Linked DNA regions of Hordeum vulgare: region 1 is linked to region 2. A link is a contact called in public Hi-C data. All regions are on one chromosome and are shown on one strand. The core of a region is the stretch at or near the end of the contact, and the rest is flanking DNA. Distances in the headings are between cores, read along the strand shown.

Region 1 (6,162 bases), core at 3,547-6,046, 620 kb before region 2:
AGATAGGACGAGAAGGGAGTCCAACGCACCATACCTCCAGCCCCCGTTCCCTTCCACCTGTCCGCCTCCCTCTCGCTTGTCGGCTCGATTCTGTCTGTTGCCCTCGCGAGCGAGGGCGGCGGCGGCGATGGACGGCCACGGCGACGGCCGGCAGCCCATGCTGGGGAAGGGCCCGCCGAGCCACCGGGAGCGGCACTTCACGGCCGGGGAGGTGGTGCGCGACGTCATCATGGGCGTCTCCGACGGCCTCACCGTGCCCTTCGCCCTCGCCGCCGGCCTCTCCGGCGCCAGCGCGCCTTCGTCGCTCGTCCTCACCGCCGGCCTCGCCGAGGTCGCCGCCGGGGCGATCTCCATGGGCCTCGGAGGGTAACTTCCGATCCCTCCTGTCATCTGCTTTGCTTCTCAATCACGCGCCGCTCATCTAGTAGCGAGGTAACCGAGGTTACAATACAATACAGATACATATTGTTTTGTCAACACTCGTGCCTGACTTCACGGAATGGTTCTTGCCTGTTTGCAATGCTCCCGCTGTTAGGATTGTGTCCGACTGTATTACTTCTTATAGTGAATCTGCAGTCGTATTTCTGCATATCTGAGCTAGTATTTTTAATGTCATGAAGCTAGATCCAAGTCAGCCATGGCTACATATATTCACCACGGCACATGTTTACGTGCTAAATTTTACTCCCTCCATCCCACAATATAAGAGCGTTTTTTAAACTAGCGTAGTGTCAAAAACGTTCTTATATTATGGAAAGGAGGGAGCACTTTGTTATCTCGTGAACGCCTGCTCATTCTTCTGCAGATTGCATTGCACACACAAGGACGTCGCTGTCTAACCGTCTGTTCTTCACTTTTAGTCTCAACTGCAACTTGTAAATTACCCTCATGTCGACCCAAGAAATTGTTGGGGGGAAAGTTAGCCCGTGAGATGGACAAGTGCGCGGACATGTGGCCCTCTTCGACGTGCTATTTCAGCACACTTTATGTTAACATCACGACTTTTTCAATTCAGAAAGTGCCCACAAATGGTAGTGGGTTGGAGAATAATTACTTGTCCCTATATAAACTGTGGAAAAAGACTAGATCACATTGTTTACAATTCAAAAAGGCGCCCACGAATGCATGATTGTCAATTTTCTGATCCGCCACTGTGCCATGTGGGTAGGTACCTGGCTGCCCAAAGCGAGGCAGATCACTACAAGCGGGAGATGAAGAGAGAGCAGGAGGAGATCATTGCCGTCCCAGACACCGGTAGATGGACATAACTGGATAGCAAGTTCCCAGATTCCCCCAGTGTGTATGTAACTTGCAGCCTAACCACCGTTGGTATTTTGACTTTTTTAATGATCATTCAGAGGCTGCTGAGATTGGGGATATCATGGCGGAGTATGGGCTCGAACCGCATGAGTATGGCCCCGTTGTGGAGGGCCTCCGGAGGAACCCGCAGGCCTGGCTCGAGTTCATGATGAGGTATATGACAATCAGCTACTTACACTGAATTGTTTCTATTGTACCATACTGAAAATGTAGATACTGCCATAGTTTTCAAGTAAACAAAGGAGCCGTAACAGTCAAAGGAAAAACATACCGGATGAACCGTAACAGTTTTTTGTAAAAAAAATACAGTGATAGGCATGATTTTGCTTTACTAACCGGAGAAATGTGTTCAGGTTCGAGCTGGGATTGGAGAAGCCGGACCCTAGAAGAGCTCTGCAGAGTGCTTTAACAATAGCACTATCTTATATCATCGGTGGATTGGTCCCTCTCCTGCCCTACATGTTCATCTCCACGGTCCAGGACGCCATGCTCACATCAGTTGGAGTCACGCTGCTCGCTCTCCTTTTCTTTGGCTACATCAAGGGTCGGTTTACTGGGAACCGCCCATTCCTTAGCGCTGTCCAGACTACCATTATTGGTGCTGTTGCTTCTGCTGCGGCGTACGGGATGGCGAAGGCTGTGCAAGCTAGATAGTCTTATGGGGTGCACTCAGTATCCAAACTTTTCACTAGACTGCAATGTATTCAGAACAGATGTGATTTTGCTTCTTTGAACAATGCATTATATTACATTACAATCAGTTGCAGAAGAAGCTAGTCTGCTCCTCCTTTATCTAAAACAAAAACTCTTACCTTACACGTAGTCATGAATAATTGTTGGGAGGATAAAATACTTGCATGCTAGCTCTATGTAAGCTGAACTGAGATGTCAAGTAAGTGAAATTAGTGCACAAAGTCTATCCTGAGTGAGACCAACATAACTTATCAAGCACACGTTTTGTTGTAGACTGGGACTCTATGGGTAAACTTATCAAAGTTACTGTTCTACCACAACTAGTTTTAAATAGAAGAAGCATGAGCTAGAACAGAATAATACTCCCTCCGTTTCTAAATATAAGTCTTTTTACATATTTTATTAGAGGATTACATACGGAGCAAAATGATTGAATCTACACTTTAATGTATGTCTATATGTTGTTTTTTAGTAGAAACTCTTAAAGACTTATATTTAGGAACGGAGGAAGTAGAATATACCTTACGATGATTTCAACTGTCAGCCCAACCTGAGAGAGCAGTGTTGCCTGAGCAAGGAGAATCATCTGAACCCTATAAGCAGCCAATACATCATTGGTATACAGGTAGACCAATTGCTAAAGAAAATGCTCAAGGCGTCTCAGAATTCAAGTTTCAAGTGAACATCTGTCACCATCTTATTTATTTACTAATAAGAGAAGCAAAATTACAGAACCAAAAGACCATGTACCATGTAGGCTTTCCCCATGCTACGCTGTGAAGTATGTATCCCTCGTCGAGGAGTGGAGTAGCAATATTCGTCTGCCTAAACTTGCAGAGCCTAATCATATTGCATCCTCCCATCTCGGAGACCAATGGTTCTTCACTGGTGAGGAAGTACTCAAAAGATGCCTTTACGCAGAAATCTTATCTATCGTGGTAGCTCTTGGCTGGCTTCTTCTTGACAAGTTCGCTGATCAGCGAAGTATAAACGCCAAAATCTGGCACCATTCCTTTTGCACTTTTCAGCTCTTCAGAATCAGTAACTTTTCCATGCTTGCACTGCCCATCCAAGAGTATGTTGTATGTGATATCATCAGGGGTGACCCCTATATTGAGCATTGCATGCAGAAGCATGTCGGCATTCTTGAGCTGCCCCAGCTTGCAGAGGCCACTGATAATCACATTATATGTCACAACTCCTGGTTTTCGACCCTTGTTCTGCATCTCCTTCAGTAGTTTAAAGCCTGTCTTTACGTCGCCTTTCCTACAGAAGGCGTCAATCACCATCGTGTAGGTCGTGTTGTCGGGCTCCAAACCAGCTTTCATCATCTCAACAAGGACCCTCTGGGCATTGACAGGCCGTCCTGCCTTGCTCAGCCCGGAGATGAGTGCTGTATATGTTACCTCATCCAACGCAACCTCCTCGTCTGCCATTTTCTGCTTAATATCCATCGCCGTGTCTAGCTTGCCGTCCTTGCAGCAACCATCAATGAGGGTGGTGTAAGTCACCTTATCTGGCTTCAGACCTATGCTCCTCATCTCTTCCACGATGCATTCGGCAGCCTTAAAATTTCTTGCCCGACAAAGCCCATTCACCAGTGCATTGTATGCCACCAAATCTGGCATGACACCCCTTGCCCTCATGTCCTGGTACAAGTCCATTCCAGCCTTCACATCCCCATCCTTACAATGTGCATCTATCAATGTTGTGAACACGATGGCATTGGGTTTCACGCCTCTTTCGCGCATTTCATCGAACATCTTTGTTGCATCTTCCATCCTCCCTGAACTGGACAAACCCTTTATCAGAGCGCTGTAGGTGTAGACATCAGGTGTGACACCCATCTGGATCATTCCCTTGTACAGGCCGTCTACACCGTCCAGATCGCGCGCTCTACACATGCCTGTAATCAAGGTGTTGAAGCTGACCACAGTCGGCTGCACGCTCCTGGTTCGCATTTCGTCGAACACTTTGCGTGCACTGGCAAGGTCTCCAAATCTAACGAAATCTCGCATCAGCACGTTGAACTGCCTGATCTCCGGGGCCATGCCGGCGTCAAGCAGCTGCAGGTAGAAAGTGTATGCTTCGGGAGTAGTGGGGAGCCGGCTCATGAGGCCGAAACACACGGGCGCCGGTAGGCGAGTGCCGCCGCGGAGGGCGAGGAGGACGAGGGAGGAGGCGTCGGCGAGGAGGCCCTCGTCGGCGTACGCGGCAGCAAGCTCGGAGACGAGAGGGGCGGGGTCTTCGGGGGAGGCGGCGGGGACGAGGAGCGGGAGGAGGCGCGGCGGAGAGGAGCGGCCAAGTCGGGAGACTAGGAGGCGGAGGAGGGGGCGAGCGAGGTCCGGGAGGCGGTGGAGGAGGAGGTAGTGGGACATGGAGAGGAAGGAGGATGGCGTGTGGCGGAAGAGGCCGGGAGGGGAGGCGAGAAGAAGCAGGCGGAAGAGGGAGAGGAGCGGGAGCGGCGGGAGGGAGAGGGGGTTGGAGCGGAGGAGGGAGAGGAAGTGGGCGGATGTGAAGGCGGGGAGGAGGCGCAGGAGCGGCGCCGGCGCCGTGGCCGGGAGCGCGGCGGGGTGAACTGGCAGAGTGAGCGCGACTTCGGAGGCGGCAACGATTAGGGGGTCGACCTCGGTCGTGGGCGGCGAATGCGGTGGCGGCGCCCGCGGGGCGGCGTACCATGGGAGAGGGGCTGACGGCGCTGGCGGTGTTTCAGTGGGCGGCTGGAGGCGCGGGCGGTGGCGGAGGGCTCTCCGCATGTTTGCGAGCGGTGGGGTGGGGGTCGGAGAGAATGAGCTTCCGTGGCAACTGGCAAGTGGTCCGAGCCCGCCAAGTTTAAAGATGGGAAGCCTCGGTCTATCCATCTTTACAGGCCACTGATAGGCGCCGGCGCCCGGCCCAAAAGTTTCAACCCACGCCCACATCCGTTTGATCCGGGCAAGCGTCGAAATCACTAAACAGGGAGTGTTTTTTTTTTTTTCAAAGATCACTCTCACCTTTCTAGGTTGCGATAAGTGACACACTGCATGTATGTCACTTGTCGTAATCCGAATTTTTTTATTTTTTTTGTAGATTCATATTTTTAAAATGTTTTATCTTTTAAACCGTGGGTCCAAATCTCGATCCGTTTTCATCGTTGAATTTCTCGCATCGAGATCTTCAAAACTAGATTCCTTATTCGTAGGTTTTGACGAATTTTATCTTTACGAAAAAAGCCGAACCAAAAAAACCGTGCATCTCGCTATAGAAAAAAAACAGAAAACACGTTATTTCGCGTTTTTTCCTTTTAGAGAGGCACGACGGAGATAAAGTCGTGCCTCTCGCGAAAACAAAACCGTGCTTCTCGCAGAAAAAACAGCAAACACGTTTTTTTCCTCTCCGAGAGGCATGGCTCACGAAGACAAAACTGTGCCTCTCGTGGAAACAAAACCGTGCCTCTCCAAGAAGCAAAACCGTGACTCTCGTAAAAAACAAAAAACACGTTTTTTCGTTTCCAAAAGGCACGACAGTGCCTCTTGCCAAGTCAAAACCGCGCCTCTCGCGAAGGCAAAAGCGTGCCTCTGAGAAAGCAAAACCATGTCTCTTGCGAAAAAACAGAAAATGCGTCTTTTTTGAACAAAATATATATTTTTGAATTTTTTATTTTCATCAAAAAGGCTAAGAAAGATCGGTGAAAAACCGGAACACAAAAAAATCAGAAAAAACCCAATCTAAAAAGCCAAAAACGTGTGCGAGAAAAAAAACAAAATTCGAAAGAAACACTCACAGCTCGACACGTGGCGACGACTGAGAACACGTCAAATGGCGGTGCGCGGAACTACTCGCTAGGAGACTTTCGAAGGAGGGCTCGCTAACTAGTGACTCCCGACAAGTGTGTGGGCAAAAAGGGCCCCAACTTCTTCTTTCTCGGGTTGGGTCGCGCCTCTTGTTTTCTCCGGTGGCCGTCCTCGTCGCCAGGCGCCACACTCATCGTCCGTCCTTGTCGATGCCCGACCCATGCAATAGTTGCACCTGCGGTTGCAGCTCTCAGTGGCAACAATTGTAGCTCCATCGCCGCCCCTCGCCGTTGATGCTCACTGCATGGAATTGCGTCGATGATGGGCACCAGTCAGTCAACGCCATTGAATGGGTGTAGCAAAAAACACCACCGGT
Region 2 (6,337 bases), core at 2,593-5,092:
CGTGGCAGCATCTACATGTGAAGCGGAGTACATAGCTGCTTCAGAAGCAGCTCATGAAGGAATTTGGATGAAGGAGCTCATCACCGACCTTGGAGTGGTTCCAAGCGCGTCGGGTCCAATGACACTCTTCTGTGATAACACTGGGGCCATTGCCATAACCAAGGAGCCCAGGTTTCACCGAAAGACGAAGCACATCAAACGCCGCTACAACTCCATCCAGGACCATGTCCAGAGTGGAGTGATAGATATTTGTAAAGTACACACGGATCTGAATGTTGCAGACACGTTGACTAAACCTCTTCCACGAGCAAAACATGATCAACACCATAATGCTCTGGGTGTTCGATACATCACAATGTAACTAGATTATTGACTCTAGTGCAAGTGGGAGACTGTTGGAAATATGCCCTAGAGGCAATAATAAAATGGTTATTATCATATTTCCTTGTTCATGATAATCGTCTATTGTTCATGCTATAATTGTATTAACAGGAAACAGTAATACATGTGTGAATAAATAGATCACAAAGTGTCCCTAGCAAGCCTCTAGTTGGCTAGCTCGTTAGTCAATAGATGATCATGGTTTCCTGATCATGGGCATTAGATGTCATTGATAACGGGATCACATCATTAGGAGAATGATGTGATGGACAAGACCCAATCCTAAGCATAGCACTAGATCGTATTGTTCGTATGCTAAAGCTTTTCTAATGTCAAGTATCTTTTCCTTCGACCGTGAGATTGTGCAACTCCCGGATACCGTAGGGGTGCTTTGGGTGTATCAAACGTCACAACGTAACTGGGTGACTATAAAGGTGCACTACGGGTACCTCCGAAAGTGTATGTTGGGTTGGTACGAATCGAGATCGGGATTTGTCACTCCGTGTGACGGAGAGGTATCTTTGGGCCCACTCGATAGAACATCATCATGAGCTCAATGTGACTAAGGAGTTAGTCACACGATGACGTGCTACGGAACGAGTAAATAGACTTACCGGTAACGAGATTGAACAAGGTATTGGTATACCGACGATCGAATCTCGGGCAAGTTCTATACCGACAAACAAAGGGAATTGTGTACGGGATTGATTGAATCCTTGACATCGTGGTTCATCCGATGAGATCATCGTGGAGCAAGTGGGAGCCACCATGGGTATCCAGACCCCGCTGATGGTTACTGGCCAGAGAGGTGTCTCGGTCATGTCTGCCTGTCTCCCGAACCCGTAGGGTCTACACACTTAAGGTTCGGTGACGCCGGGGTTATAGGGAATTGTTATACGATGTTACCGAAAGTTGTTCGGAGTCCCGGATGACATCCCGGACGTCACGAGGAGCTCCGGAATGGTCCGGAGGTAAAGATTGATATATAGGACGGATGGTTTCGGACACCGGATGTGTTTCGGGCATCACCGGTAACGTACCGGGACCACCGGGACCACCGGAGGTGGCCCCGGGGGTCCACTGAAGGGGGGCAACGACCCCGGGAGGTAAGATGGGCCAAGTGGGGGAGGGAACCAGCCCCTAGGTGGTCTGGTGCGCCTCCCCACTCAGCCCAATGCACAGGGGAGAGAAAAGGGGGGCAAACCCTAAGCCAGGTGGGCCTAAGGCCCACCAGGGGTGCGCCACACCCCTCCTCCCCCCTTGGCCGCCGCACCAACACCCATCTAGGGCTTCCCCCCCCCCCCCAGGAGGGGGAAACCCTCAAGGGGGCGCAGCCCCTCCGTTCCCCTATATATACCGGGCACTTTTGGCCATTGGGAGATAGACTTCTCCCTCTCCCTCGGCGCAGCCCTGCCCTTCTTCCTCCTCCTGTCTGCCGGTGCTTGGCGAAGCCCTACCGGGAGACCTCGTCTCTCCATCGACACCACGCCGTCGTGCTGCTGGATTTCTTCCCCAACCTCTCCCTCCTCCTTGCTGGATCAAGGTGCGGGGGACGTCACCGGGCTACACGTGTGTTGAACGCGGAGGTGCCGTAGTTCGGCACTAGATCGGAATCGCTGCGAGTACGACTTCATCAACCGCGTTCTAGCAACGCTTCCGCTTAGCGATCTTCAAAGGTATGAAGATGCTCTTACCCCTCTCTCGTTGCTGGTATCTCCATAGGAAGATCTGAATATGCGTAGGAAAATTTTGAATATATGCTACGTTACCCATCAGGAAGCCCAATGGCCTTAGGGTGGCGCACCAGCCCTTAGTGGGCTGGTGGGACAGCCCAAGAGGGCCTTGGCGCCAAGAGAAGGAAAACCAAAGAGAGAAAAAAGAGGTGGGAAGGAAGAGAAGGACTCCACTTTCCAATCCTAATTGGAGTAGGATTCATCCTCTCCTCTTGTACGGCGCACCCTTGGGGACTTGGTCCTCAAGGCAAGCCTGCTCCCCTCCTTCCTATATATAGTGGTGATTTAGGGCTGATTTGAGATAACTTTTGCCTCGTGCAACTCAGATCTAGAAACCATAGGTCTTCCTCTAGATCGTATTTCTGCGGAGCTCGGGCGGAGCCCTGCAGGATTAGATCATCACCACCACCGGAGCGCCGTCACGCTGCTAGAGAACTCATCTACTTCTCCGTCTTGTTTGTTGGATCAAGAAAGCCGAGACCATCGTCGAGCTGTACGTGTGCTCAATGCGGAGGTGCCGTCCGTTCGGCACTAGATCGGAACGGATCGTGGGACGGATCGCAAGACGGATCGCGGGACGGTTCGTGGGGCGGATCGATGAACGTGAAGACGTTCCACTACATCAACCGCGTTTTTTAACGCTTTCTACTGTGCGGTCTACAAGGATATGTAGATCCAAATCTCATCTCGTAGATGGACATCACAATGATAGGTCTTCGTGTGCGTAGGATTTTTTTTTGTTTTCCATGCAACGTTCCCCAACAGTCGGGGCGCACGACCACGCGGATCATCAAGGGCAAGCTGGTCGGAACAACGTCCGAGACATACAAGGGGCTGCGGTCCATTCTAATCGCGGTGGCTTGGCACATTTGGTTAGAAAGAAATGGATGCACATTCTGTGGACACATACCATGCGCTCAGCGAGTGATCGACCGGGTTCCGGAGCAATGGCGTTTGACTGGGGCAAAATGCATAGCGACTCCTTTTGGGGATCCAACCTGAGAAGTTTGTTCGTGAGCCGTGTTTTGACGGGAGCGCCAACCTGTTGGTGAATAGGCGATCCTATCTTGATCACTTGATCAGGTCTTTTTTGATATTCTCCTTCTGCTAAATCAATGATAAGCGAGGTGCAAGCTGGATCTTTCAAAAAAGAAAAAAAAATCTATGATGATGGCACCAGCTATGCCCAAAAAATATACTATTTGCATGTCGAAGGTTATTCCGGTGTTGGTAGTCCCATTCCATGAAGTAAGCTTATCGAATAGTGAACATTCCATTTTTGTGCAACTCCACATTATAAAATGTGACATATCATGCAGAGAAAGAGTAATCTCGAGGATCCGCTGAGCATTAATTGGCCATGACATTCTCACCATGTCTTCATCTCTGTAATTAGTGATTGGATTAATAAGATCAGAGACCCTTGACAGGAGGCAGTCTCCTTTTTGGAATAATAATTTTTCTACTCGGTTAATTTGGGATCCATTCATCTATTCAAATTTTAATATTCCGTCTATTGTCCACACGCCAAATATAACCATGCTTCAACGAATTAACTCCCGTCATAATACTTTGCCAATTAAAAGAGGAGATATTTTTAAGTTTGCATTCAGTAGATCACCATCGAGAAAAATATTTTGCTCTTAAATTATGTATCCCATTGTTGCAAAATATGTCAATAAACGACGAATGCGATGTGACCGACTCTGACCACCATTTGCTCTGGGCTATTTCTAGTTGTTTCGGCCGTTTGGCCAATGCAATTCTGCACCCTCTCTCTCTCAAAAAAAAAAAAATCAATTCTACACTTACACACAGGAGGAAATGCACGTTCCTAGCTCAGCATTGCCGAGAAGTAGATAAATCTTTCAGCGGACGGTAACTGACAGACCATCATCATACACTCGCTCAAAATTTTCCAACACCTGACGGCATCATGAGTTCATGACATTTACAGGCCCATAAACCTCTCTGACAGTTACGGTTCCGGCATTCAGGGACCGGTTTACTTCGTCACGCACGGATGCACGACGCCGTCCACGTCCATAGCTCCACACATCATCAAGCGAACCAGTCCATGAAGCGAACTGCACCGGGGATATGATGTCTGCTGACAGCAGGAAAATGGTCGAGCATTCGTGTTCATGTTCAATCACATTGGCCTACAAAGCAGAGGATCTCAGGAGCAGCCGCTAGCAACAACTGACCAAAATTCAAACGAGCAACTGTTTCGCCGATCATTTTCACGCACTGTCGAGTTGAGTTGTACTCCAGATTATCGTCCCCTGCCATCGGCATCAGCTGGACCAGGAGTAGGATCGACGACAGCGGGCAGGCGTGCGATCTCGACCGTCCAACGTATTATCGGACGGTCCACAGCGGCCAGACCAAGAATGTGGTTGCGGATTTGCGACATCGTCTTGTGGAAGTGAGTCCGCCTCCTCTTCTCCCCCCTTGTCGCTAAACGAGCCATTTGTGAAGCTTCTTTCCGATATTCCGCTTTCTTGTTTCGTCCCTCCCCACCTCTCCTCTCCCAACACTCTCACATGGTGTGATCGGCCAAGCGAAGGGACCACCACAGCCATGCCTCCGTCCCAGGCCGCCGCGCTGGCGTTGCTCCTCGCCGTGGCCCTCGGCGCGGCGCGCGCCGCCGACGACCTGGCGTCCGACACCGCTGCGCTGCAGGCCTTCATCGCGCCCTTCGGGTCGGCGTCCGTGTCCTGGAACACGTCCCGGCAGACGTGCTCCTGGACCGGCGTCGTCTGCTCCGGAGGCCGCGTCACCGGGCTCCACCTCCCCGGGGACGGCCTCCGCGGCTCCGTCCCCGTCGGTGCGCTCGGCGGCCTCACCAGGCTCACCGTGCTCTCCCTGCGCTTCAACGCGCTCTCCGGCCCGCTCCCGGCCGACCTGGCCTCCTGCGTCAAGCTGCGGGTCATCAACCTGCAGTCCAACCACTTCTCCGGTGAGCTCCCGGCCGCGATTCTCTCCCTCCCGGCGTTGACGCAGCTGAACCTCGCTGAGAACCGCTTATCCGGGAGAATACCGGCCGCCATTGCCAAGAGCGGGAAGCTGCAGCTGCTCTTCTTGGAGGGCAACCTCTTCACCCACGAGCTGCCGGACGTCGACATGCCGTCCCTCTTGTCTTTTAACGCCTCCTTCAACGACCTCACCGGCGAGGTTCCCAAAGGCTTCGGCGGCATGCCCGCCACGTCTTTCCTCGGCATGACACTGTGCGGCAAGCCCCTCCCACCGTGTCGAACACCATCTTCCCAACCACCGTCCCAGCCTCCCACGCCTGCCCCAGAAGCCGTGGTCGCGGGAAACGGCGGCAGACGACGCCGGAGACACCTCGCGGGCGGCGCCATCGCGGGCATTGTGATCGGCTGCGCTTTGGGCTTCCTGCTTATCGCCGCCGTTCTGGTCCTTGCCTGTGGCGCTCTCCGCCGCAAGCCAAGAAGAACCTACCGGAGCCAGGACGCCGTCGCGGCGGAGCTGGCCCTGCACAGCAAAGAGGCAATGAGCCCAAACAGCTACACTCCACGGGTCTCCGACGCGCGGCCGCCTCCGCCCGCTTCGATGCCGCTTCCAGTCGCCCCCGTCTCCGTGGGGCGGAAGAAGCTTTTCTTCTTCGGGAGGGTGCCGAGGCCGTACGATCTGGAGGACCTGCTCCGCGCGTCCGCCGAGGTCCTGGGCAAGGGCACGTACGGTACCACGTACAAGGCCGCGCTGGAGACGGCGCCGGCGGTGGCAGTGAAGCGTCTCAAGGAGACGTCGCTGCCGGAGCGCGAGTTCCGGGACAAGATCGCGGCGATTGGCGGGCTGGACCATCCTAACGTCGTGCCCCTGCAGGCCTACTACTTCAGCAAGGACGAGCGGCTCATGGTGTACGAGTTCGTCGCCACGGGCAGCCTCTCCTCCATGCTTCACGGTACGTACGCTCAGTGTTCGTGTCCGGTTCTCTCTGTTTTCTTGCTCCAAACTTTGCTTCGAATTGGATCAAAATTTCTGAACTGGTGAGAATCTCAGGCAACCGTGGCGCCGGGCGGTCACCGCTGAGCTGGGATTCGAGGAGGCGGATCGCGCTGGCCTCGGCGCGCGGCCTGGAGTACATCCACGCGACGGGCTCCAAGGTGGCGCACGGCAACATCAAGTCGTCCAACATCCTCCTCGGCCGGTCGGTGGACGCGCGCGTGGCCGACCACGGACTGGCGAGCCTCGTCGGC

The links. A called contact is a pair of places that touch in the nucleus more often than the background predicts.
Region 1: a Hi-C map of seedling shows a contact between it and region 2, with 4 times the contacts expected there. The contact joins the promoter of LOC123430386 here to the promoter of LOC123426930 in region 2. A contact is called at or near these places in 2 of 6 Hi-C or Micro-C datasets (leaf and seedling) and 1 of 1 datasets of contacts at active chromatin or transcription factors (embryo).

The regions. Positions count from the first base shown.
Region 1 is chr2H:514,605,202-514,611,363 of MorexV3_pseudomolecules_assembly, reverse strand. It overlaps LOC123430386 (putative pentatricopeptide repeat-containing protein At1g09680), which reads right to left and starts at 4,796. Exons shown (of 1, transcript XM_045114252.1): 1 at 2,686-4,796. The coding sequence starts at 4,769. The coding sequence ends at 2,940. It overlaps LOC123426934 (vacuolar iron transporter 1-like), which reads left to right and starts at 423. Exons shown (of 3, transcript XM_045110854.1): 1 at 423-1,254; 2 at 1,359-1,473; 3 at 1,674-2,074. The coding sequence starts at 987. The coding sequence ends at 1,974.
Region 2 is chr2H:513,986,090-513,992,426 of MorexV3_pseudomolecules_assembly, reverse strand. LOC123426930 (probable inactive receptor kinase RLK902) reads left to right here and starts at 3,842. Exons shown (of 2, transcript XM_045110850.1): 1 at 3,842-6,042; 2 at 6,141-6,337. The coding sequence starts at 4,698.